Linked DNA regions of Mus musculus: all the other regions are linked to region 3. A link is a contact called in public Hi-C, HiCAR-type, HiChIP or PLAC-seq and promoter capture Hi-C data. All regions are on one chromosome and are shown on one strand. The core of a region is the stretch at or near the end of the contact, and the rest is flanking DNA. Distances in the headings are between cores, read along the strand shown. Region 1 holds the start of 1700030K09Rik (RIKEN cDNA 1700030K09 gene). Region 2 holds the start of Tpm4 (tropomyosin 4). Region 3 holds the start of Tom1 (target of myb1 trafficking protein). Region 4 holds the start of Eps15l1 (epidermal growth factor receptor pathway substrate 15-like 1). Region 5 holds the start of Klf2 (Kruppel-like factor 2 (lung)). Region 6 holds the start of Tmem184c (transmembrane protein 184C). Region 7 holds the start of Rab8a (RAB8A, member RAS oncogene family).

The links. Promoter capture Hi-C pulls out the DNA fragments that hold promoters and counts their contacts. Hi-C and Micro-C count contacts between places; a contact is called where the count stands out from the background. HiCAR-type assays count read pairs that join an accessible place to other places. HiChIP or PLAC-seq counts read pairs in DNA pulled down with a chosen protein or histone mark.
Region 1: a contact with region 3 is called in a promoter capture Hi-C map of hippocampal neurons, with 11 times the contacts expected there. The contact joins the promoter of 1700030K09Rik here to the promoter of Tom1 in region 3. A contact is called at or near these places in 3 of 39 promoter capture datasets (cranial neural crest, hippocampal neurons and maxillary cranial neural crest) and 3 of 115 datasets of contacts at active chromatin or transcription factors (astrocytes, extraembryonic endoderm stem cells and large pre-B cells).
Region 2: a HiCAR-type map of astrocytes shows a contact between it and region 3, with 5 times the contacts expected there. The contact joins the promoter of Tpm4 here to the promoter of Tom1 in region 3. A contact is called at or near these places in 1 of 39 promoter capture datasets (embryonic stem cells) and 1 of 115 datasets of contacts at active chromatin or transcription factors (astrocytes).
Region 4: a contact with region 3 is called in a HiCAR-type map of astrocytes, with 7 times the contacts expected there. The contact joins the promoter of Eps15l1 here to the promoter of Tom1 in region 3. A contact is called at or near these places in 5 of 115 datasets of contacts at active chromatin or transcription factors (astrocytes, cardiomyocytes, differentiating embryonic stem cells and 2 more).
Region 5: an H3K27ac HiChIP or PLAC-seq map of embryonic stem cells shows a contact between it and region 3, with 6 times the contacts expected there. The contact joins the promoter of Klf2 here to the promoter of Tom1 in region 3. A contact is called at or near these places in 4 of 39 promoter capture datasets (cranial neural crest, embryonic stem cells, frontonasal cranial neural crest and 1 more) and 2 of 115 datasets of contacts at active chromatin or transcription factors (both in embryonic stem cells).
Region 6: a promoter capture Hi-C map of pre-B cells shows a contact between it and region 3, with 7 times the contacts expected there. The contact joins the promoter of Tmem184c here to the promoter of Tom1 in region 3. A contact is called at or near these places in 5 of 39 promoter capture datasets (cranial neural crest, embryonic stem cells, hippocampal neurons and 2 more) and 3 of 115 datasets of contacts at active chromatin or transcription factors (astrocytes, embryonic forebrain and pro-B cells).
Region 7: a Hi-C map of muscle stem cells shows a contact between it and region 3, with 6 times the contacts expected there. The contact joins the promoter of Rab8a here to the promoter of Tom1 in region 3. A contact is called at or near these places in 4 of 39 promoter capture datasets (cranial neural crest, liver, pre-B cells and 1 more), 1 of 484 Hi-C or Micro-C datasets (muscle stem cells) and 1 of 115 datasets of contacts at active chromatin or transcription factors (embryonic forebrain).

Annotation. Positions count from the first base shown.
Region 1 is chr8:72,442,305-72,445,193 of GRCm38.p6, forward strand. 1700030K09Rik (RIKEN cDNA 1700030K09 gene) reads left to right here and starts at 1,576. Exons shown (of 8, transcript NM_028170.2): 1 at 1,576-1,685; 2 at 2,446-2,889. The coding sequence starts at 2,447. Calr3 (calreticulin 3) reads right to left here and starts at 1,474. Exons shown (of 9, transcript NM_028500.3): 1 at 1,289-1,474; 2 at 1,091-1,192. The coding sequence starts at 1,379.
Region 2 is chr8:72,133,836-72,136,901 of GRCm38.p6, forward strand. It overlaps Tpm4 (tropomyosin 4), which reads left to right and starts at 1,453. Exons shown (of 8, transcript NM_001001491.2): 1 at 1,453-1,618. The coding sequence starts at 1,487.
Region 3 is chr8:75,031,867-75,035,032 of GRCm38.p6, forward strand. Tom1 (target of myb1 trafficking protein) reads left to right here and starts at 1,820. Exons shown (of 15, transcript NM_011622.3): 1 at 1,820-1,961. The coding sequence starts at 1,910. Hmgxb4 (HMG box domain containing 4) reads left to right here. Exons shown (of 11, transcript NM_178017.2): 11 at 1-112.
Region 4 is chr8:72,420,152-72,423,030 of GRCm38.p6, forward strand. It overlaps Eps15l1 (epidermal growth factor receptor pathway substrate 15-like 1), which reads right to left and starts at 1,323. Exons shown (of 24, transcript NM_007944.3): 1 at 1,254-1,323. The coding sequence starts at 1,286. It overlaps Gm46043 (a long non-coding RNA gene), which reads left to right. Exons shown (of 3, transcript XR_001778581.2): 1 at 1-1,629.
Region 5 is chr8:72,317,335-72,320,371 of GRCm38.p6, forward strand. Klf2 (Kruppel-like factor 2 (lung)) reads left to right here and starts at 1,728. Exons shown (of 3, transcript NM_008452.2): 1 at 1,728-1,815; 2 at 2,092-2,908. The coding sequence starts at 1,744.
Region 6 is chr8:77,609,396-77,612,338 of GRCm38.p6, forward strand. It overlaps Tmem184c (transmembrane protein 184C), which reads right to left and starts at 1,258. Exons shown (of 10, transcript NM_145599.4): 1 at 708-1,258. The coding sequence starts at 830. Gm39200 (a long non-coding RNA gene) reads left to right here and starts at 2,686. Exons shown (of 3, transcript XR_878939.2): 1 at 2,686-2,834.
Region 7 is chr8:72,159,548-72,162,823 of GRCm38.p6, forward strand. Rab8a (RAB8A, member RAS oncogene family) reads left to right here and starts at 1,653. Exons shown (of 8, transcript NM_023126.2): 1 at 1,653-1,935. The coding sequence starts at 1,812.

The DNA of each region.
Region 1 (2,889 bases), core at 326-2,825, 2.6 Mb before region 3:
CCGTTTAGGCTGTACTGGAGCTGGGATTCAGGACTTCATAGATGTTAGACATACATATTTATTAGCCAGTTTTGTTGGTGTATGCTTTTAATCCCAGCATTCAAGAGGCAGAGGAAGGGGCAGGTGGATTTAAGAGTTTCTAGACATTCAGAGATACATAGAGACCCTGGCTCAAAACAAACAAAACTAAAAACCTAAAGAAAATACAATTTAATTATTTATTTATTCGTTCATTTTGTGGGGTTGGGGCATGTGCCAAGGTTAGAGAACAACTTGTGGGCATAGGTTCTCTCCTTCCACCCTGTAGGTTCTGGGGATCAAACTCAGGTTACCAAGCTTGGCCACAGGCCAATCTAGCTGGCCCCACTTTTCATTTTGATTTCCCCTCTTTTTGTTTTGTGCCAAGACCTGGCTGTATCTTAGGGTGGGCCAGAGCTCACTCTATAGCTAGGCTGGTCTTGAACTTGTGATTTTCCTGCCTCATGAAGACCCTGGAGTGCTAGGATTCTAGGTTGTGCTACAGCATGGTTCCAATTTTCATGAAGTGAGATGATCTTGGGCAACTACTGAAAAATGCCAACACAGTCATTCCTGTTGACTCCAGTTGTCATTCCAGCACTTTCTGAGCACCTCCACTGTCATTCCAATCCACACTCAAGGTGCATACTGCCTCCAACATACATAGATGTGGAAAAAGTAACCAGCACTTGGGAGGCTGAGAGTTAGAGCCATCTAGGGCTACATGAGACTGCTCAAAGACTAAACCAAAACACACTTCGGTCAATTTTTTTTTTTTTTTCTTTTTCCAAGACAGGGTTTCTGTGTAGCCCTGGCTGTCCTGTAACTCACTCTGTAGACCAGGCTGGCTTCGAACTCAGAAATCCACCTGCTTCTGCCTCCTGAGTGCTGGGATTAAAGGCGTACGCCACCACCGCCCGGCTACTCTGGTCAATCGTAAAGGAATGTAAACCCAAACAGGGTATTGCAGAGCCTGCATGTGCCTCAGTGTCCTGGCTTGAACGGTGGGTGCGTTGTCAGGGTGCCATGAGGTTTCTAACTCTACTCTATTTGCTCCCGATTCTACACTAACCTTTGTCTTTCTCTTTATGCCCATAGAACTTCCCCGATGAGACTCTGAAGTGCCCAAACTGGGAGTCATTGGTGGACTGCACCCAGCGGTTCCTCCAGCGCTCTGTGGGGAGACAGGAGGGTTAGTGGTGCAAAGCGCACGGGTCCATATCATAGATGGTGGACACAGGCCACCAGCCACCACGGCAATCGCCTTCACCTCCGTCTAGAAACTCCTCCTGGAAGTACACAGTGGCTAGTGCCACGCGCAGCACACAGATGGCCCAGAGCAATGCACGAGCCGAGACCATAGCTGCACGTGCGACTTCAACTCTCTGCTCTCAGGCGTCCGTACCGCTTGACGGGCGCAACTCAGAAACTACAACTCCCGGCATGCCTTGGGATTATGACCTGGGGACGCTAATGGGTGCGCTGAAATTACTGGTCCCGTGACGCCCGGGATTGTGACCTGAGTTGCTCATTGGTGGGTGGAGCGCGGTGGCCGACGGGAAATGTAGTCTCTAGTTGCTCTGGCGCTGTCTCCTGAGGCAACCGCACACTGGGGCCTATACTTTGAGGCTGAAGCCTAGCGGGAAGAAGCCAACGCAGCTACTCAGGTGACCTCACAGTGATCAAGTGGGTTGGCAAGGGGCTTCAGGAAAACGGGCGGCATACCCACACCAGAGGTTCCTCATCTGGAGAGCGATGGGGCATGATCCCTTAGGGCTTGCAAACAATAGCGAGGAAACTGAGTATAGGCAGTGTTATTAGCATGGAGAAGAACTCCAGGTGCTGTGTGATATGGGTCCTCTCAGTTGTGTATCCTGGTTACAGGTTCCAGAGCAGGTACAGATATAGGTACGAATCTGGACGCCTGTCCTCAAATCTCTCTGAGATTCTTTGGTTTTTTTTTTTTTTTTTTTTTTTTAGATTTATTTATTTATTATATGTAAGTACACTGTAGCTGTCTTTCAGACACTCCAGAAGAGGGCATCAGATTTCGTTATGGATGGTTGTGAGCCACCATGTGGTTGCTGGGATTTGAACTCGGGACCTTCAGAAGAGCAGTCGGCGCTCTTAACCACTGAGCCATCTCACCAGCCCCGATTCTTTGGTTTTGAGCTCACTCAACCTTACCAGTTCTTATGCCTGTCCCACACGCCCTACAGCTTATTAAAAGAAATACTTTTATCTGGGTGGTGGTGGCATACACCTTTGATCACAGCACTTGGGAGGCAGGCCTGATCTAAGGAGCTCCCAGGAAAACCAGAGCTATACAGGGAAACCTTATCTTGAAAAAAATAAAAACAAAACAAAAAGTATACTTATACAGTGAAGTACTTTTAAAGGCTGAAAACACAATCTTTATTTTCCTAGAATGGCTTCCACAAGAAGACCCTTTGGCCCTCCACGTAGTGGTTTTGACTTAAGGGATATGTTCTTAGATAGCTCGAGGATGGAAGAGATCAGAAACTTACAAGCCCGAAGTCTTGGCCAAGTGACACCTGGGCAGAGCAGAATCTTAAAGAGAAACCAAACGATGGACGAGAAATATTTGATGCCCAAAGAGGAGGCCATGGCAGGGAGGGGGGTGAGTCTGGGCTTGAGGCCTCCCACCATCTCCTCCAAGACCAGAGCCAGTGAGGCCCTTAGGAAACTGGCCCAGATTGAAACCAAGATCCTGAATCGGAAGCAGGTGCCCATGGCTTGGTCTGATGTGGAGTCTGACTCCACATCCATCGAGCAGAGTCTTCCTAAGAGGACAGGTGCAGCTTCTGTTTCTTCCCAGTACCCACACAGAACTTTCCAGAAACAAGTGAA
Region 2 (3,066 bases), core at 203-2,702, 2.9 Mb before region 3:
TGTGGGGGACAGACTCTCAGAACAAACAGCACTAGATTCTGGGGAAGGTTAAAGGACACATTAATTAAAACAGATGCATGCCAGGCGGTGGTGGCACACGCCTTTAATCCCAGCACTTGGGAGGCAGAGGCAGGCGGATTTCCGAGTTCGAGGCCAGCCTGGTCTACAGAGTTCCAGGACAGCCAGGGCTACACAGAGAAACCCTGTCTCAAAAACAAAAACAAAAACAAACAAACAAAAAAACAGATGCCTAACAAATGTGCAAAAGTTAGAGGAGTGAAAATTTGATCTTAGAGGGGAATTGGTCCCTGAGAGTGGGTCTCTTCCAGGACAGACCTGAAAGCCAGGTGTGGGAGCCAGATTGGAGTGGGAGCAGGATGTGGGGCTCTTGAGGGTAAGTTTCTCAGCAGGGGAAAGGGCTTGCACACTGGTCAGAAAGTTTCTGCCTACAAAACTGGGAGTTTCTATAGGCTCCACTTTGCTTAAACAGAGATCACCTGAGAGCTGCATTCAGAAAGTGAGAATGCAAAATCCAATTTGTAGTGTTTCAAACTAAAGCTATGACTTCCTCAAGAGAGTGGGGACTCTTATGAGTCCAAGAATGGCCAGTCCTTAGGTCAAGAGTAAAATCCCTCTGTATTCAGTAATGCACACTTACCGCTCTGTGTATGTGGAGGGAGTATTTTATATTTTATGTGAGGGTGTTTTGCATGCATGCATGCCTATGCTAAGGGGTCATGGAAGCAGAGAATGTTGGCTCCCCTGGAACAGGAGCTGGGAATCAACCTGAGTCCTCTGTACAAGACCTTGTCTATATACACTTTTTACTTTCACAAACTTGTGTCCTCTGAATGAGACCTTCTTTATATAAACCTTTTACTTTCTACATTAATGTGGGCGCATGTGTGAGATTAATGGACTCTGGGCATTAGGCTTGGTGGCAAGCACCTCTACCCATGGAGCCATCTCATCAGCTCATAAAGACTTTGTTCATTTGCAGGGCCTTAAACTCCCAGTCCTTCTGCCTCAGCCTCCCAAACTCCGGGCAATGGACCATTAGGCTGACTCATTATCTTCTGTGTCCCCAGGTGAAAGAGCAGCTGACGTAGTTCCAGAAGAAACTGAAATGCGTGGAGGACGAACTGGACAGGCACTCCGAGGACCTGACAGACTTAAAGAAGACTCTAAAGCAGACGGAGAATAAAGGCTCCCAGGTAAGTGCGCGGCCGCTGGGCCAGGCGGGGCGGGCAGTGAGGGAGGACGAGGAGCCCACAGGGCAAAGGCGGCTAGCTGCACCGACGTCAGCCACCCCCTCCCACCCACCCCCCGCCCGGTGCTGACGTCGCGGCCGGCCCGGGTGACCTCATGGGCCTGACAGCAGGGCCGGGGGGCGGGGAGAGGCGGGGGCGGCCCCGGCGTGGCCAAGGCTGGCGGGCCCGGGCGCGGCCGCCCAGCTGTCGCCGGAGCCCAGCAGAACGATTGAGCTATGGCCGGCCTCAACTCACTGGAGGCAGTGAAGCGCAAGATCCAGGCCCTGCAGCAGCAGGCAGACGACGCAGAGGATCGCGCGCAAGGCCTGCAGCGCGAACTGGATGGCGAGCGCGAGCGGCGCGAGAAAGTGAGAGACCAGGACCCGCGCCGTCCGCGACCCCCGCCCGATCCCACTTTTCGTCCCGCGCGCTTCCGGGCCCGCAGTGCTCCCTGGCGCCCTCTTTTCTTCCCAGCTCCGCATGCTTCTAGCTCCCCCTTCCTCCGTCTCCCCTCCGCCTTGATCATCCATACCCTTGGATCCTGGAGCCCCGTACGCTGGCGGGGCAGGAACTGGGAGGTTGCGGGGGGGACAGTCCTGCGCGGGGCACTCCGGAGTAGTGGGGCAAATACCGCGCTCCCATTGTCTGCGGCTGACCAAGGTGGGGGCGGGGGCGGTGCGCGCTTTTGCTTCTTCGCGCCCGAACTTTCCCGGCACGTCCTTAGGGTGCGGCCGCGACACGTCCGCTGAGGGCGGGGTGGGGACAGGAGAATTTGGACGCTGGCCTGCAGGACACCCACCACCACCACCATCACCCTGTGTCCCCCTAGCCCCAGGTAATATCCACTAGGGGGCCTGCCCGACGCCGGAGCGCCCACTGTATGCGCCTTCCCTGAGAGTTCAGGGACCGGGGTGCATGAATAGTTCGGAAAGAGGAAAGGCCTCCGCGCCTCCTCTTCATCCCTGGGTCAAGCCCGGGGCCAGAGATGGGTCTGGGTTCTAAGCCCAGCTCTGGCACCCACAAAGCGTTCGATTCGTGTCTCCCAAAAGTCTGCTACAGGTGGGTAGAAAGAAAAGACTAGGGAGAGGCATTCCAGACGTTTCCGGGGCAAGGAGAGCCCCTTGCCTGAGTAGTAGGGCGGTGTTTGCTAGCGAAGGAGACTCACAGACAAGGGAAGAAGTGTTGTGTGATTGCCCAGGTCTCCTGAAGCCGTAGTGTGGGAACTCAGGGCGGGGACCCTAGAAACTGAAAGGCTAGGTGGAGTTGGCAGTGCAGGTACCGCCTGGACTCCTCCCAAGACTGCCTGGGCGACAGCCTGGCCTGGGTAGAAGCCTTGAATCCCTCAAGGACCGCTCGGGCTGGAGAAAGCCTCAGAACCGGGCGGAAGCTCTGCACAGTAGCTGTTACGGCTTCTCATACGCCCGTCCCACCCTAGACATCTCCAAAATGGCCTCGAGACTCCAGCCAAGCCAGGAATTTGGCGGCCCAAGGGTGGAGTGCGGGGGATGCCTTTTGGAAAACTCTGAGCTGCTTTAAAAGTTCATGTGGGAAAGCATGCTTCTTTTGGTTGTAGAAAGACATCTCAAGTTGATTCCGGGCCAGAAACACCCAGACTAGAAATGGGGTTGGGGTGTGTGTAGCTGATTTCTGGGCTTGTGTCCCAACAGCTGGTTTCATTTAGATTTTTGTGTGATTAACCGACGTCTTCCTGTTGCTTGGCCACAAGTATCTAGCAAGCCTCTTTTACCTTATAAGGGAAACCCTTTGTAGCCGGTGGAAGGCTTTGATTGCAGGAAGGGGCGGAGCTCAAGATGAC
Region 3 (3,166 bases), core at 570-3,069:
TTTATTTTGTTTTTTTAAATAAATCCTAGTGGTTTGATCCAAATCCTATTACAGTTGTATAAAGAAACAATATTTTGTACTTATATTAAAGATCTCATTTTTAATATTTATAGTCCAGTCTTAGCTGTCTTTTCCCTAATTGGGCTAATCGTAGTCGGTATAACTCTACTCTACCCTGACATTTCTCTATAAGGGAGTGGGGGCTGAAGAGATGGTTCACTGGTGAAGAATATTTCCTGCCCTTGATAAGGACCCAAGTTAGATCCCAACACTCATCCAATTGAATGTAACTCCAGTTTCAGAGGATCAGTCACCCTCTGTAGCCTCCTTAGGCACCAGCACACAAGTGCATATACCCACACAGAGGTACACACACACACACAAACACAAAATTTAAAAATTTTAAAACCAAATCCTGAAATAAAGGTCAAGTTACCATGTTCCTATCTATCCTGGGCCATGCAGCCCTTGGGTCTCAGGTTGAACACACCTTATATGTAAAGGCTCTCAAATATCATTTGCATGTATTATAAAAGGAGAGAATATGATAGTTGTGGCATAGCAAATGAAACCATTTAAAATATTGCTATTGGCCTAAATCAAAAAGTATCCATCAATCTTTTGTCAGAGTTGCATGAAAATTCTATGCCAAAAAACAGACAGTTCATATCCCAGGAGCTTTCCAGAGTCTTGTCTATTTTAAATAAAAAAAAAATGTGATGTCACCTCCTTGTCTCTGAGTCAACAGCCACATGGCCTGAAGTGAATATGTGCTAATACTGTGAACATTGAAATATGGAAATTTGACCTTTCATGGTTAAGGAAAAAGTTAATGGAAAAACAAAATGTTAAAAGTCATAAGTAGCAAAAAAAAAATAATAATAATAATAAGGCTGCATGCTATGATGCACATACTTCTCCAATTCCAACACCCCAGGGATCTGAGTTTGAGGCCAGACAAGGGATATTGTCAAAAAAAAAGGGGGGGTGGGGGGGACTGCAGCACCGGGTTTCAGTGTGGCAAAGTCCTAGGTATGAGCCCTGCCAAAATGGAGGAGGAAGTGTGATGGCCCACAGTACTTGTTTAATCTCAGATTAAATGTGGTGAGAGAATCGATTCCTCCACGTTTTCTTCTGACCTCTCTGTATGCACCATGGAACACACACATATAGAGTTAAAAAAAAATTTAAAAGTTTAAAACATAATGCCTTACAAAGATACAGCAAGGAGGAAGCAACCATTACGGAATGCCTTATGAGTGATTTTCATGTCACCTCAATACTCTGAAAGCATTACATTATGGATATTTACAGCTGAGGGGAACAGATAAGGAAAAAGCACTTTTCCGGTTTGCCAGGTGAGAGCCAAGGCAGATGAGGTGGCTTATGAGGTGAAAGCATTTGCCACAGGACAGGCAGTTCATTCTCTGTCTCAAGAGAGCAAAAACCCAGGCCCTTGCCTCCTCTGGCTCTTGGAGCGGGGAGACATCAAATGGAAATTTCGAGTCCGACTTGGGCAAGGAGGCTGTCATCCTCAGGGCTTGGTCCCCAGGACTAAAGGCTAAGACACTAATACTAATACCTGTCTGAGTATGCGTAACCTGACCCAGGTCTTTCCCTGGCCAGAGACCCAGTTTCAGGATGTCAAGACTTCCAGGCTCCACAGTGGCGCGCACTGAAGCTTCAGGGGCGTGGCTTAGAAGCCGGCCCTCCCAGGCCCCGCCCTGGTGTGGCGTCAGCCACGGCCCAGGGGCAGCCTAGTAGGGGGCGGGGCCTCGTGGCTGCGCTCCAGAGCCCCCGCCTGCCGGCACCACCCCGCGGGCTGGCCAACGGGTCACGTGGCGGGTCGGCGGCGCCGGCGGTTGCTGTCACCTGATTCTGGGAGCTGGTGGCAGCGGTAGCCGCGGCAATGGACTTTCTCCTGGGAAATCCGTTCAGCTCTCCGGTGGGACAACGGATCGGTGAGTCCCCGGAGCCGCGCGCAGTCCCGCCCCTGTGTGCCGCTCTGGCCTTGGCCCTGGGACCTGTCGGAGTCCGCAGTCTGGCAGACAGGAGGGAGGCTAGGCGGTGAGGCTGGCGCGGCGCTCTGGGCTCCGCCCACCCTATGACCCACCTGATTGACAAGAACACGGGCCAATCGGAAGTCTTATATGGGGATTGATGCTTGATGTAGCCAATAGGCAGTGGAAGGAGGCGGTCCTGGGCGGATGTGGTTCAGCCAATGTGTGCGTGCTGGGGTCCGAGTAGAGGGAGAAAGTTTGGGTTAAAGGGACTGCTGTGATGAGAAGGCGTTGGGCCGCGCCACCACCGGGCGCGCGCAGACTAAGAGCCCCTCCCGGGCTGGCGGCGTCTTGATCATTCGCCGCGTCACCGACTCTTCACATTCCGAGACGCCGGGGTGTCTAGGTTCGGCCGCGCCTCTGTCCCCATGGTCGGGAGTCTCGGGTTTATGTGACGTCGCCCCCGTGATGGTCCTCGCCCATAGTTAAAGGGTCATGGCCCAGCCTTCCTGGACTTGTTTGATCATTAAATGCATTAATAAGATAGCACTGAGGATGTTTCCTGGCACATGGCTAACGCCTGTCATTGTCAACGTGTTACCACCTACTGGGGCTGGAGCCCATGGGAAGGTGCCGGCTCCCAGCACCTACTCTCGGGCAAAGGCCAGGCGGCGACGTTTCCCCAGGAATGGGTGGTCTGGGCGTGACATCCATACCCCCTTACCTGAAGGGTCCCGACGGCATTGTGAAATTGGGAAGGCCGAATCTGAAAGCTAAGGCTTCCCCTGAAACTGTTAACCCAGCTCTGTGTTGTAACCAACACTGCAGCTGTTAGTAGCTCTTTTGAGGTTCTCATCAGTTCTCTGCAAGGGAGCTCTGATGCCTGAAGCCCAGGTGCTTCACCATAAATCGTTGTTTGAGACCTGGAAAGAGAAGGCAGTCTTCTTCGCAGATTTCCTATGTAAAACAGGCAAATTAGTCTGGCCTTCAAAGCCAGCCTCAAAGTCCTGAGACTTTTTGGATAAAGTCTTTTGGGTTCAGTCTTTTAAACTGCCTGTCAGTTCAAAGCTCAGCATCTCTCCTGCCCTGAAAGTTGCCTGCCTTGGGCAAGAAATACTTCTGATTAAGAGTACTGCTACATCAGTACCTCAGAACACTGACTAAAT
Region 4 (2,879 bases), core at 73-2,572, 2.6 Mb before region 3:
CAGGTGCTGTAAGAGCATGTTAATTAATATCTACTGGTCTCCACATGTTAATATAGTGTCAAGGCTGCTGGTGGCTGGTCCTTCCAGGACTTAACCACCCTGTATTGCCCTCTCCTTCAGACCAGGTGACCTGGGTGCATCAGCCTGCCAAGCAGTTCTTACCAGCTTTGGCATTCATACTTGCTCTTGTCTTAGTCCCAAACACCCGAATTTATTGACGGGTAACAAAAGAGCTTCCAATGTGTTAGGCAAAATGTGCTTTCCACAGTTTTCTGCTAATGCATTTTACATCTCTATTTTCCAAATGAGGTAATTGATATGCTGAGGTTAAGAAGCCTGCTTCAAGGACACTCTTCCAGAGTTGGAGCCGAGATCTGAATATAAAATGCTTCCTCCTGGTAACCATGACCCTGCGAAAGACGATTCTAGCAAAGTGCATATAATATGCTGTGTGGAACAAACGGGTAATTTGGCAAATTAGCAGGACAGGAATACTTTCTAATTCTTATGGATGTCACCTGGAACTAGAGACTTTGTCAGTGAGAGACTGCTGAGCTCCCAAGCACCTGATCCCAAGCACGTTAGAAAGTGGCTGAAGAATGAATGAATGTTTTCCGCTAGAAGCACAATGGCCTTCTCACTGCTATTCTGTACGTCCCTGTAGCATTTGATACGTTCAAGAAAACCATCCAGCGACCCTGAGGACGAAGACTGGTGCATACCGTTGGGGGCGTAGGATCCGCGCTTTTCGCACCGCACAGAGCAGCGGAAGCGGATCTCGGGGGAAGGAGGGCTGGGCGGCCAGAGGCGAAGCGGGCGTGTCCCGGTTCCCCTTGCGACTCCAGTATGGGACACCACCCGCCCCGACGCCCGACCCCGCGGGAGACAAAGACTGGCGGCGGGCCCACCGCTCTCGCTCGCCTCCGCGGGGACGAAGCGCGACGCGGCTCGAACAACAGCGCCCACCCCCCAAACCCCCCCCCGTCCCTTAACCTGGCCAGGCCCCAGACGGAGCAGACATACGCAGCGGCCGCGCCCCATCACCTCTTCGCAGCCGCTCGGGGGTCGCCCGGCGCAAGAGTATGCGGGCCGCTCCGGCCTGTCACCTTCAGAACCGCCCGGCCCCCGCCACTCAGCCTCTGAGCCTTCAGCGCGCGCCTCCGCGGTCCCCTGGAGCCGCGCTTCCGCGACGACTTATCTTTCTCGCGGCAACCACCGTCCGCACCGCCCCACGGCGCACCCCAGCACCATACCTGCTGCGAGAGGGGTACAAGCGGCGCCGCCATCTTCGTGCGGACTCGGCCTCCGGAGCGCCGAAGGAACGGGGGCGGGGCCGTGCCTGCGCACTAGTACGAAGGAGGGATGCGATGCGCGCGCAGCACAGCCAGCGCAAGGACAGGCCACAGGACCAGAGTACACGTGCGCAGAAGGGAATCCAAGTCCTCCCGTGAGAAGTTTTGCAGTAAGAGGGCGGAGCCTCGATCACAGTGGAGAGGGCGGGGCAGTTCTGGCTGGAGGCGGAGCCTTTATGGGGAAGGCTCTGTCGCATAGCCTTACCAGAGTTGGCCGTACCGGGTGATTTAGAGAGCCTAGCCTAAAGCACAGCGTGACTAGAAGGTTCGGAGCCTCGTAAGTTTAGTGGGCCGAGAGTGGGCGGGCTAGTCGGTCTGTGGGGGTGGGGAGGGCCTCGTGTGCATCTCCTGATTGGAGTGGGCAAACCGAGCCCCTGGCTTTGGAGGCTCCTGTGAGGCAGGGAACCCAAGGGATAGGTAGGGCTCCCTTCCAGACCGCTGCACTCCAGCTCCCTGCACTTTCCAGTCTGGGTCTGTGAATCGGAGCTTGGCTAAACCCAGGCACCGTCTTAACTTCTCCACTCTAGTAGCCTCTACTAATGCCTAGGGTTTGCTGAACTTTTCCCGGGGAAATGGAGACAGTGGCACACAACAAAGTACCATGGTGCTCAAGTCTAACTTGGGCCATATGCAGTGTTAGTACCACTCAGTATGCTTGTTAAACAGATTTGGGTTCTGATTGCTTGCAGATGTGGGTGTAGCCTGACATCTGGTGTTTTTTGTTGTTTTTTTATGTGTATATGCCTGCTGTGCTCGTGCCAATGCCTGCCCAAGAGAGAAGAGTTTATTAGATGCCATTGAGCTGGAGTTAAAAGCACTTATGAGCCCCCAACCCCCGATATGAGTGGGAACAGAACTAGGGTCCTCTGGAAAAGCAACAAGCACCCTTAACCAACTAACTATATCTTCAGCTACTCTGGTATTTCTTTTTTTTTTTTTTTTTAAAGATTCATTTATTTATTATATGTAAGTACACTGTAGCTATCTTCAGACAATCCAGAAGAGGGAGTCAGATCTTGTTAAGGATGGTTGTGAGCCACCATGTGGTTGCTGGGATTTGAACTCCGAACCTTCAGAAGAGCAGTCGGGTGCTCTTACCCACTGAGCCATCTCACCAGCCCCTACTCTGGTATTTCTTTGTCTTTTTTTTTTTTTTTAAGTTACATTTTAACTTACATCTTAAAAGATTTGTGTGTTGGATGGCCCCTTCCACCATGAGTCACAGAGATAGGACTCAGGTTGTTAGCCTTGGCCGCAAGCATCTTTACCCACTGAGCTATCTTGCTGCCCCTTAGGACATCCTCATTCAAACCACTACACAGGTGCTGGGAAACATGGTACACATATACCGCCACACTCAGTCCCACTGTGTTTGATTTCTTGAGGTAGTTGTGACTGATCCTGATTGCCAGCTGCACAGGATCTAGAATCATATAGGAGACAAAGCTCTGGGTTACAACTGTGAATTTCTAGACTAAGCTGAGGAAGGAAGACCCCCCCACACACACACACACACTTGTTCCATGT
Region 5 (3,037 bases), core at 478-2,977, 2.7 Mb before region 3:
CCACATGGCTCACTTTTGCTCCATGTGAAACACACATGGTATTCCCCGCTCTGTGGTGACAGGCTGAGGTGGGTCCCCGGTCCTAGAGGACTTGTTAGATCTTCCTTAACCAAGCCAGTGTTTCAGCCTCACATTCTGCCTCCATGAGTGTGTGATCTCTCTACTTTGATGTTTTGTGGAAAGGACCTGTGGACAGTTGGGGCTGATGTTACAGACCAGTGTCTGTAGTTCGCCAATGTTTCTGCTCCAAAGTCACAGAAGTGGACAAGGGGCTGGGTGTGGAATCTGCCACCCCCTATTCCTGCTGGAATCACTGCACCCAACTACACAAGCTTGACTGCACCCCTCAGCCTCCTGGTTTCAGGTCACAGCTTCAATGCCCTCCCTCTCTCTATTACCCTCTTGCTTTCTCCAGAGCTTACCTCAATGTTTGCCTCCGGGGTTAAGGTCAAAATTGCACCAATGTCCTTCCCCAGGCTCACCACATACTTCCTCCTCTTCCACTGTTCCTTTTTTTTTTCTGTTTAGGCCCCTTGGGTATTATGCATATTTATTTGATGTGCCCATCCCCCACTGAGTATCCCTTGCAAGTCTTGACAGTCAGACAACAGCTCTTCCCTGCACTAGAAGGATTTATGTGAGGTGTATGTTTGTGGGAGGTGAAAGGTCCCAGAGACTCAGTACTGTATTTATGTATCTAGTGTAAATTGTAATTATTACATGCTATTGTGTATTTGCACGTGCGCCAGTGCACTGTGAGGTCTAAGGACAACTTATGGGAACGGATTCTCTCCCCCTTTTGGGAACTGAGCTCCTTGGATGAGGCTTGTAAGCAGACACTAAGCCATCATGCCTGCCTCTAGTGTTTGCTTCTTTTTTAAGACACGGTCTCTTGTAGCCAAAGGGGCCTTGAACCTAATGCTTTCAACCTCCTAAATGTTCTGAAGACAAGCATATACCACCATGCCATGGTGTCTGCCTCTGTGTGTGTGTGTGTGTCTCCTTCCCTCCCTCCCTCCCTCCCTCCCTCCCTCCCTCCCTCCCTCCCTCCCTCCCTCCCTCCCTCCCTCCCTCCCTCCCTCCCATCTCTCTCTCTCTCTCTCTCTCTCTCTCTCTCCCTCTCTCTCTCTTTCTCTCTCTGTGTCTATCTCTCTCCCTCTGTGTGTGTGTGTGTGTGTGTGTGTGTGTGTGTGTGTATTAAGGGGGCTACGATGCTCCAGGCTGGCCTCAACTCCCTTCTAGGCAGGCCCCAAACTTCATCCTTCTTGTCTTAGCTTCCAAGGTAGCTTAAACAAAGATTTCACAGAGCGTTCCCTGGGTGAGCACTGTGACCCCAGACTCCCCATGCATCGGTCCAGGTTTCCAGGGGCTTGAGGCTGGGGAGATACCGGGAAAGCCTCGTCACCCGTGTTCCCCGCGGAGTCCCAGGTGCCACCCCCTCCCCCGCCCCCCGCGCGCGCTAACTATGCTGTTGTGCCTGGTTTGTTGACGCCGTCGCCATAGGGACGGTCGGGGGCGGGGCCCGGCCGCGGGGGCGGGGCTTGAGGAGCGCAGTCCGGGCTCCCGCAGTAGCCGCCACAGCCACCACCGCCAGGCTTATATACCGCGGCTAAATTTAGGCTGAGCCCGGAGCTCGTCCCCATCCGGGACGCGTTTCCGTCGACGCCTCCTAGCCCGGCCCTCTGTGCCTGCCGCGCCTATAAGGCCTGGGTGGGCCGGGCCACAGCACACACAGTCCCTGCCATGGCGCTCAGCGAGCCTATCTTGCCGTCCTTTGCCACTTTCGCCAGCCCGTGCGAGCGCGGCCTCCAGGAGGTGAGGGCAGCGAGGGTCCGCGGGCGGCGGGGTAGCAAGGTACCAGGCTACAGGGTGCAGGAGCCAGTACTGGAGATGACAAGGTCCAGGGTGCTGACCGCCTCAGGGAGTTAGACTTCAGGCTGTGGGACAGGAGGTGGGTGCAGGGACTGAGGACACGCGCGCTGAAGGGATGCCGTGCACCGGGTGCAGATCTTGAGGGCCTAGTTGTTAGACTTTGGGGTGCAGGGTAGCAGGAGGCACCCCCACTCACGTCCCGCGCCCTGTCTCCTGCAGCGCTGGCCGCGAAATGAACCCGAGGCGGGCGGCACGGATGAGGACCTAAACAACGTGTTGGACTTCATCCTCTCCATGGGATTGGACGGTCTGGGCGCCGAAAATCCTCCCGAGCCCCCGCCGCAGCCCCCGCCGCCTGCCTTCTACTACCCGGAGCCGGGTGCTCCGCCGCCCTACAGCATCCCCGCGGCCAGCCTGGGAACAGAGCTGCTGCGCCCCGACCTGGACCCGCCTCAGGGGCCGGCTCTGCACGGCCGCTTCCTCCTCGCGCCTCCCGGGCGGCTAGTGAAGGCCGAGCCCCCCGAGGTGGACGGCGGCGGCTACGGCTGCGCTCCGGGCCTGGCCCACGGACCGCGCGGGCTGAAGCTCGAGGGCGCCCCAGGAGCGACAGGTGCATGCATGCGGGGTCCCGCCGGCCGCCCCCCGCCGCCCCCGGACACGCCGCCGCTCAGCCCCGACGGCCCCCTGCGCATCCCGGCGTCCGGTCCCCGCAACCCGTTCCCGCCGCCCTTCGGTCCCGGCCCCAGCTTCGGCGGTCCCGGCCCCGCGTTGCACTACGGGCCTCCCGCGCCTGGCGCCTTCGGTCTTTTCGAGGACGCGGCGGCAGCGGCGGCGGCGCTGGGCTTGGCTCCACCTGCCACGCGCGGTCTCCTCACGCCGCCCTCGTCCCCGCTGGAGCTGCTGGAGGCCAAGCCCAAACGCGGCCGCCGCTCCTGGCCCCGCAAGCGCGCCGCCACACATACTTGCAGCTACACCAACTGCGGCAAGACCTACACCAAGAGCTCGCACCTAAAGGCGCATCTGCGTACACACACAGGTGGGCGCCTGGCCTCATTCCCGGGATCTGCGGCAGGGGGATGGCCGCGAGTTCAGGAACAGGCTAGGTTACAGAGGAAGACCCTGTCCATCCTCCAGAAGGGAAATGGATACTGTCCCCAGAGTCTAT
Region 6 (2,943 bases), core at 8-2,507, 2.6 Mb after region 3:
CCCACGAACACACCAACAAATACACCTTTTTTTTTTTTTAAATATAAAGGAACACACAGGGGATGTTTGTAAAATTTTTGCTTTGGTTAAGGAGTAACTTCAGGTCTGGGGATGAAGCTCAGATGGTAGAGTGCTTGCCTCAAATAAACAAAGCCCTGGGTTCAATCCCTGCATTGAGTAAACAGAATGATGGATACACCGGTAATCCAAGCACTGGGAAGTTTGGATGCAGGAGGATCATCCTAGTCTACAAAGCAAAATCCAGAACAGCCTGGTTTACAGGAGATTTTAAGGAAAGAAACAAAGAAAACTTGTAACTTCAAACGTAAAGTTAATTAGCAAAGTCAATTTAACAAGAATCCTTTGGTTCCAGAAAACCGGCTAAAAGCCTATAAAATCCAGAACATAGTTTTTAAGATGGTTTATTTGGTCTGGTCAAGCCCTAGTACCTGCATAGCAGATCTGATTTCAAGAATAAAGTTCTTTCTGGGACTGATGAATATTGGGAAAGCGCCCATTGTAAGTAGGTGCTTTAACTATTTGTTTCTCGACCCGGACCTACCTCCAGTTGTAGCGGCTAAATAAAACCAGTCAGGTTGGTTTAATGTCCACAGACGAAATGTTTTTCAGACCTCAAGCATTAGAAGGCAGACAAAGGAACTCTGTCAACCAGCGGAAGAAAGGGTAGAGGTGCAGGACCCTCTTACCTTCATTTTTTGAAACTTCCAAATGCATATCGGAACCGCGACCAGGATGGTTGTTGCGTAAAAAAGTACCAACAGGGGTCGGATCCATCTCCTCCAGTTACTCCGATTACATGCGCAAGGCATGTTCTGTAACAGATTCTCTTTGAGTAGCTGAATAATCGAACCAAACCAAGAATTTGGCAAGTTCGCTTTTTCGGTTGTCTTCTCCGCTGGCGCCCTATAGGAAAAGATTTACTAGCCGCTGGCGCCGCGTTCTCGGGTCGCTCTGTGTTTGCGGCTGCTGCAGCGGTGGCCGCTCGGGATGCTCGCAGGTGCAGGCTGCATCCTCGCCGGCCAACCCGCATGGACTCAGTGCCGCCGCGGCGTCGCCTCCGCCTCACCTGGAGGTCACCCAGAGTCTCCGCTGCATCGTGACCCCGAGGACTATCAGGGTAAACTAGGGATTCTAGGCACTCGGGGTCTGACCTGCATCTGGTACCCTACCAGCCCTCTCCCTAGTCCAGCTCTGGCAGGCTAGTCTCCGCCCCCGGAAGACCCGGCCCAGAACTTCCTCACTCACGGCTTTGGAACCTCTACAGTACTCATCTTCAGAACTCATCTTCCGCCGACTATTCCACTTCCGTTTCCGATCAGATGCTTGCAGCAAATGATTTGCTCTGAGTTTCAAGCTGAGCTAAACCTTGTCCCGCAACGCAAAGCATTGTGATTGGTCAGTTACGGAGGAGGGCGTGGCTGTAACCTAGGTTACCGAGAGGGCGTGGCAAGGGCAGGAAGGAGAGTAGCGGCGGATTTCTGGCATCTCTAATTTACCTAGTCTAAGTGGTTCCCTAAAAGGGCTCCGAAAGTTGTAGGAACTGGGGACGTTTCAGAAACACCCGCTACATTCCTGAGACTTTACTCCATCTAAAGAAAAGTCATAGTGAGGGGCAGTCACTGTGGAGTGGAACTTGAAATAGCTTTATTTTTCTCAGAAGGCTTCCCAGTTGTCTTTAGGGGTGGAATGGGAAGCCCGCTGGAATAAGACAGAATAGGTTAGATTTCAGTCAGTTGCTAGAGTTTAGGGTCCTAAGGAGGAATTTGTCTGCATAATTTCTAGACCCGGCAGAAGAATCATTCTAAGAATAGCTTTTTTGAAAGTAACCGCCAATATGAAATGTTCACGTTTCAAACTTGAGTTAAAAAAAAAACAAAATCTTATTTAAGATTTAAAAGGTTGGTATTCTGACATCTGTTCTATACACCTAAAGCTTTTAGCTGTATAGCTTTACAGATCAATGACACATGGGATCTTAAATTCTTTCTAAATCAAGGGAACAAGCAAACATCTGAGTCCCGACTAGACACTGAACACTGCATATATTGTCATTTTCTGAAATCAAACACTAACTTCTCTACCCATTTTGTATGAGTTGATCTGCATAAAAGTACCGAGTAGCGATGGGTAGTTTTCTGTTTCACAGATGAGAAAAGTGTCAAGTGATTAATAGTACCTATTAAGTAATAGAGCTGTTTTCTCTGACTTTGGACTCTGCTTGATGTTTAAATATTTGCCATCACCTGCAACCAGGGGACTTCTGCCTATTAGCCATCTGGACAAAATGTCATGGACCAGAGTCTCAAAGTATACAGATGAAATCACATTCCTCAGTTACCAGAGCCTGGAGTCTGACTTCTGCAGTCTTTCTCCTGTGATCTCCATTTTGCACATTTCCTTAAAGGGGCTGTAGGACTTTAGTTTGGTCTACACTATAAGTTAAAATAGTTGGTTTTAAGGAAATTCCTAACCATTAATGAAATCTTGGTATACTGTTGAAGTTCAGAAAATTAGGGAAAACTCTTGCTTTACAGCTTATCACCACTACTTATTTCTTGGCAAATGGCAGTCTTTTTGGATAGGCTGTCTAACAGGACTTGTTTCTGTGTGTCCAGCCACACTCTTACTGCTTCTGATAGCCATCTTCTCCATTCCTTCTCATAGGAAGCCAATTTTTTACACAATTTCTGAAATCTATTTCTGCACTCTAGTGCTGAGCCCGGTATGGCTATGGTGGGGACAGAGTGACATGGTTCCTGCCCTTGGGACAAGTCCTCCAGTGTGAGCCTCCATGAGTGTGATGGCTGCTGTGGGTATGTATTTCACATTCCTCCTAGGGATGTCCTCCCAGTTAACCTAAGGACTCAGTGAGAATTAGAAACAGCTCGAATCCAGGAGCCAAGGCTGTGGCTATGTCTCAGC
Region 7 (3,276 bases), core at 403-2,902, 2.9 Mb before region 3:
TGGAAGTTGGTTCTCTTCTTCCACCATTTGTCTTCATTAGGATCTAACTTTTGTTATCAGGTTTGACAGCAAGCATCTTTATCCACAGGGCCATTTCTAGTGTTGATCTTTCTTATTTTTATTATGTTTTAATGTATATGAAGCCACCATGTGGTTGCTGGGAATCAAACTCCAGACCTCTGGAAGAGCAAACAGTGATCTAAACCCTGAGCCATCTCTCCAGCTCCTTAGTGTTAATCTTGATGCTGCTTCCCACAGATTTATATCTTAGGGGTGGGGTGGAGGTTCCAAAGGACAACTTGCAGGAGTTGGATCTCTTTCCAGTAAGTATGCCCAGGAATTGAATACAATCCTCAGATTTAGCAACAAATGACTTACTTTACTGGCTGAGCCATGTAGTCAGCAACTCAGATCTTTTTTTTTTTAATTTATTTATTATATGTAAGTACACTGTAGCTGTCTTTAGACACCCCAGAAGAGGGCATCAGATCTCATTACTGATGATTGTGAGCCACCATGTAATTCAGGACCTCTGGAAGATCAGTAAGTGCTCTTAAACACTGAGCCATCTATCCACCCCCCCCCACTCCTTTTTTCTTTTTAAGATTTGAGTACACTGTAGTTGTCTTCAGACACACCAAAAGGGGGCACTGGATTCCATTACAGATGGTTATGAGGCACCATGTGGTTGCTGGGTATTGAACTCAAGGCCTCTGGAAGAGTAGTCTTAACCGCTGAGCCATCTCTCCAGCCCTCAGATGTTTATCTTAATGTGGCTTTATTTTATTTTGTCACTGTTCTCCCGTTACTCCGGGACTACACCTCAACATATTAAAAAACAGAAGGGAAAAAAAAATGCTACTCTGAAACCTAGGAAAGTCACTTCACCTGTCTTCAGTATACTTACCATAAAACGAGGAAAAGATTACCTACCAAGCCGGGCTGGTGTGGGGTGAAGGACCTTGACTTATTTTTAAGTATAGATAGCACCCGCAAGCACAGAAAAGAAAACAAAACAAAACAAAACAAAAAACGCTGCCATTACTTGGAAATGATAACATAGCCCTACCGGCGCTGAAGCCCTGGGATCGCTCACGGCAATGGCCGGCTTGCCTGTACAGCACCTAAGTAAGTCCAATGGTGGGCGCCAAGGCCGAGGAGCGAGTCTGCAGCACATCTTAACCCGCGCCACTTTTGCACCGCCGAAAATCCTCCTCAGAAGCATTACCACAGGTACTTCCTGCGCTTCGCCTCAGCGCCGGCTGCGGCTACGGCTGCTGCTGCGCAGGCAGAGAAGGCGGGAAACACGAGGCGTTCTCTGCGCGCGTGCGCTCTCTGCCAGAGCCAACCGTCTTCCCAGTACGCTTGCGCCTGTTCACCAAGCCCGTCCCTCCCACTCTCTCATCAACCAGCGCGCGGAATTGTTGGGGTCCCTCCTGTCGGGGGCAGGGCCTGGACGCTGAAGGGCTGAGGAGAAGGCGCGCACGGGAAGGCGGGGTCAAGATGTGACCACACCCATCGCTGGTCATTTGACGCCCTCACCCTCGACTCTCCAGCACTAGCCAATAACAAACCTCCCTATACCAAGCGTCAACCAATGGGCTGTGCAGTCGGCTGCTTCCGGCTCTGCGCCGCTTTCGCCTTTTTCCCCTGGGCTCTCTGCGACAGGCGGGGCTCCGGGTGGCGGGCGTAGGCCTGGATGATGCGCGGCGGGCAGGGGGCCAATAGGGGGCGGGATCTGAGATGATAGACGGGTCCAGCGACCAGTGGCGAGGCGCCGGCCGTACTTCCCGTCGGGGAGAGAGTGTAATATGGCGAAGACCTACGATTACCTGTTCAAGCTGCTGCTGATCGGGGACTCGGGGGTAGGGAAGACCTGTGTCCTGTTCCGCTTCTCCGAGGACGCCTTCAACTCCACATTCATCTCTACCATAGGTAGCGGGGCCTTGGGCGGCCGGTGACCAGGGCTGGACGCGCCCCTATGGGGCTGGGCTGAGGGATCGACTCAGGATCCACTCGGGCCGAGGATCCGGGAGGGTCACGGGGCTGGACAGAGAACCGCAGCGGCCTCCACCTCCCGCCAGGGAGTCCAGGCCGGGACCCTGGCGGGCGCCGGAGACCAAGGTGCAGACAGGGACATGCAGGCTGCAGTCTGAGGAAGAGCCTGCCCTGGGGTCCTGGCGCCTGTCAACTCTCTGTGTCTTTACATCAGACCTCTACACTGTTCTTCCGGGGAGACCCCCGTCTTCCAAAAGTGGAAACTGAGGCATGGAGGTGACACCTGACCTCGTAGTTTCCTATGTGGCAAGCTTGGCATGTGCAGTATCAAATCTGTAGTGTACTCGTGATGGGTGCTTTGTCCCTGGAGGAGGAATTTGAAACTGAGGGAGGGTGCGGCACGCACTGAAGGTCACAGTCTACAGGTATTAGGGATGAGATTTGAACCCAGGTGTGTCTGACTCCAAAATTCAAGGTTCAGCTGTTCCAGAGCTTCAAAGGACCAGCACCACTGATCCACATCTAAGTCAGGACTCCAACCCAAAGTCCTCCTGCCTTCTCTCTGAGGAATGGTGACAGTATCTGTCATCCTGGTGGGAATACAAGAGAAAAAGTTCCAGTAAGAAACTAAGTCCAGCCATGGCTACGTGCAGCCTTGACTGACTTCCTTTCACTGGGCCAAGAACACCACCTGAACAGCTTTTCCCCAGGGCTGCCTCACGGCACAGTTGAACAGAATTGGCTTGTGATGGCCCCAGTTCTGACGTCAAAAATGGTGCTGACCATGCTCCTTACCATGAATAGTCATGGCTCACATTGAGTGTTACCTGGAAGTAAATCCTGCCAAACAGAGTGACCTGGATGGTGTATGGTCCTGAAACAAGAGAATAGTCACTAGGCTTGGTTTATCCCTAGTCAGGATGTGGTTCCATTGTTGGAACCCTGGGTGCCATCTCCAGCACCCTGAAACCAGATGTGGTAGTGAACACCTGTAATGACAGCACTAAGGACAGGGAGGCAGGAAGATCGGGTGCTCAGGGTCATCCTTGGCTACATAGAGTGTTCAAGGCCAGCCTGGGCTGCATGAGACCCTGCCTTGGAAGGAAAAGGGAAACTGGGGGATGATTTCTGTGTAATGTCAACTAAGTTGTTGTCTCCCTGACCTGACCGTCATGTGATAATGCCATCTAATATCTCCTTCCCAGTCAGTGTTCTGAAGCAGTCGTGTGTCAGGCGTCAAGTATAGGGAACTGGACAGGGAATCATCATACTTGAACT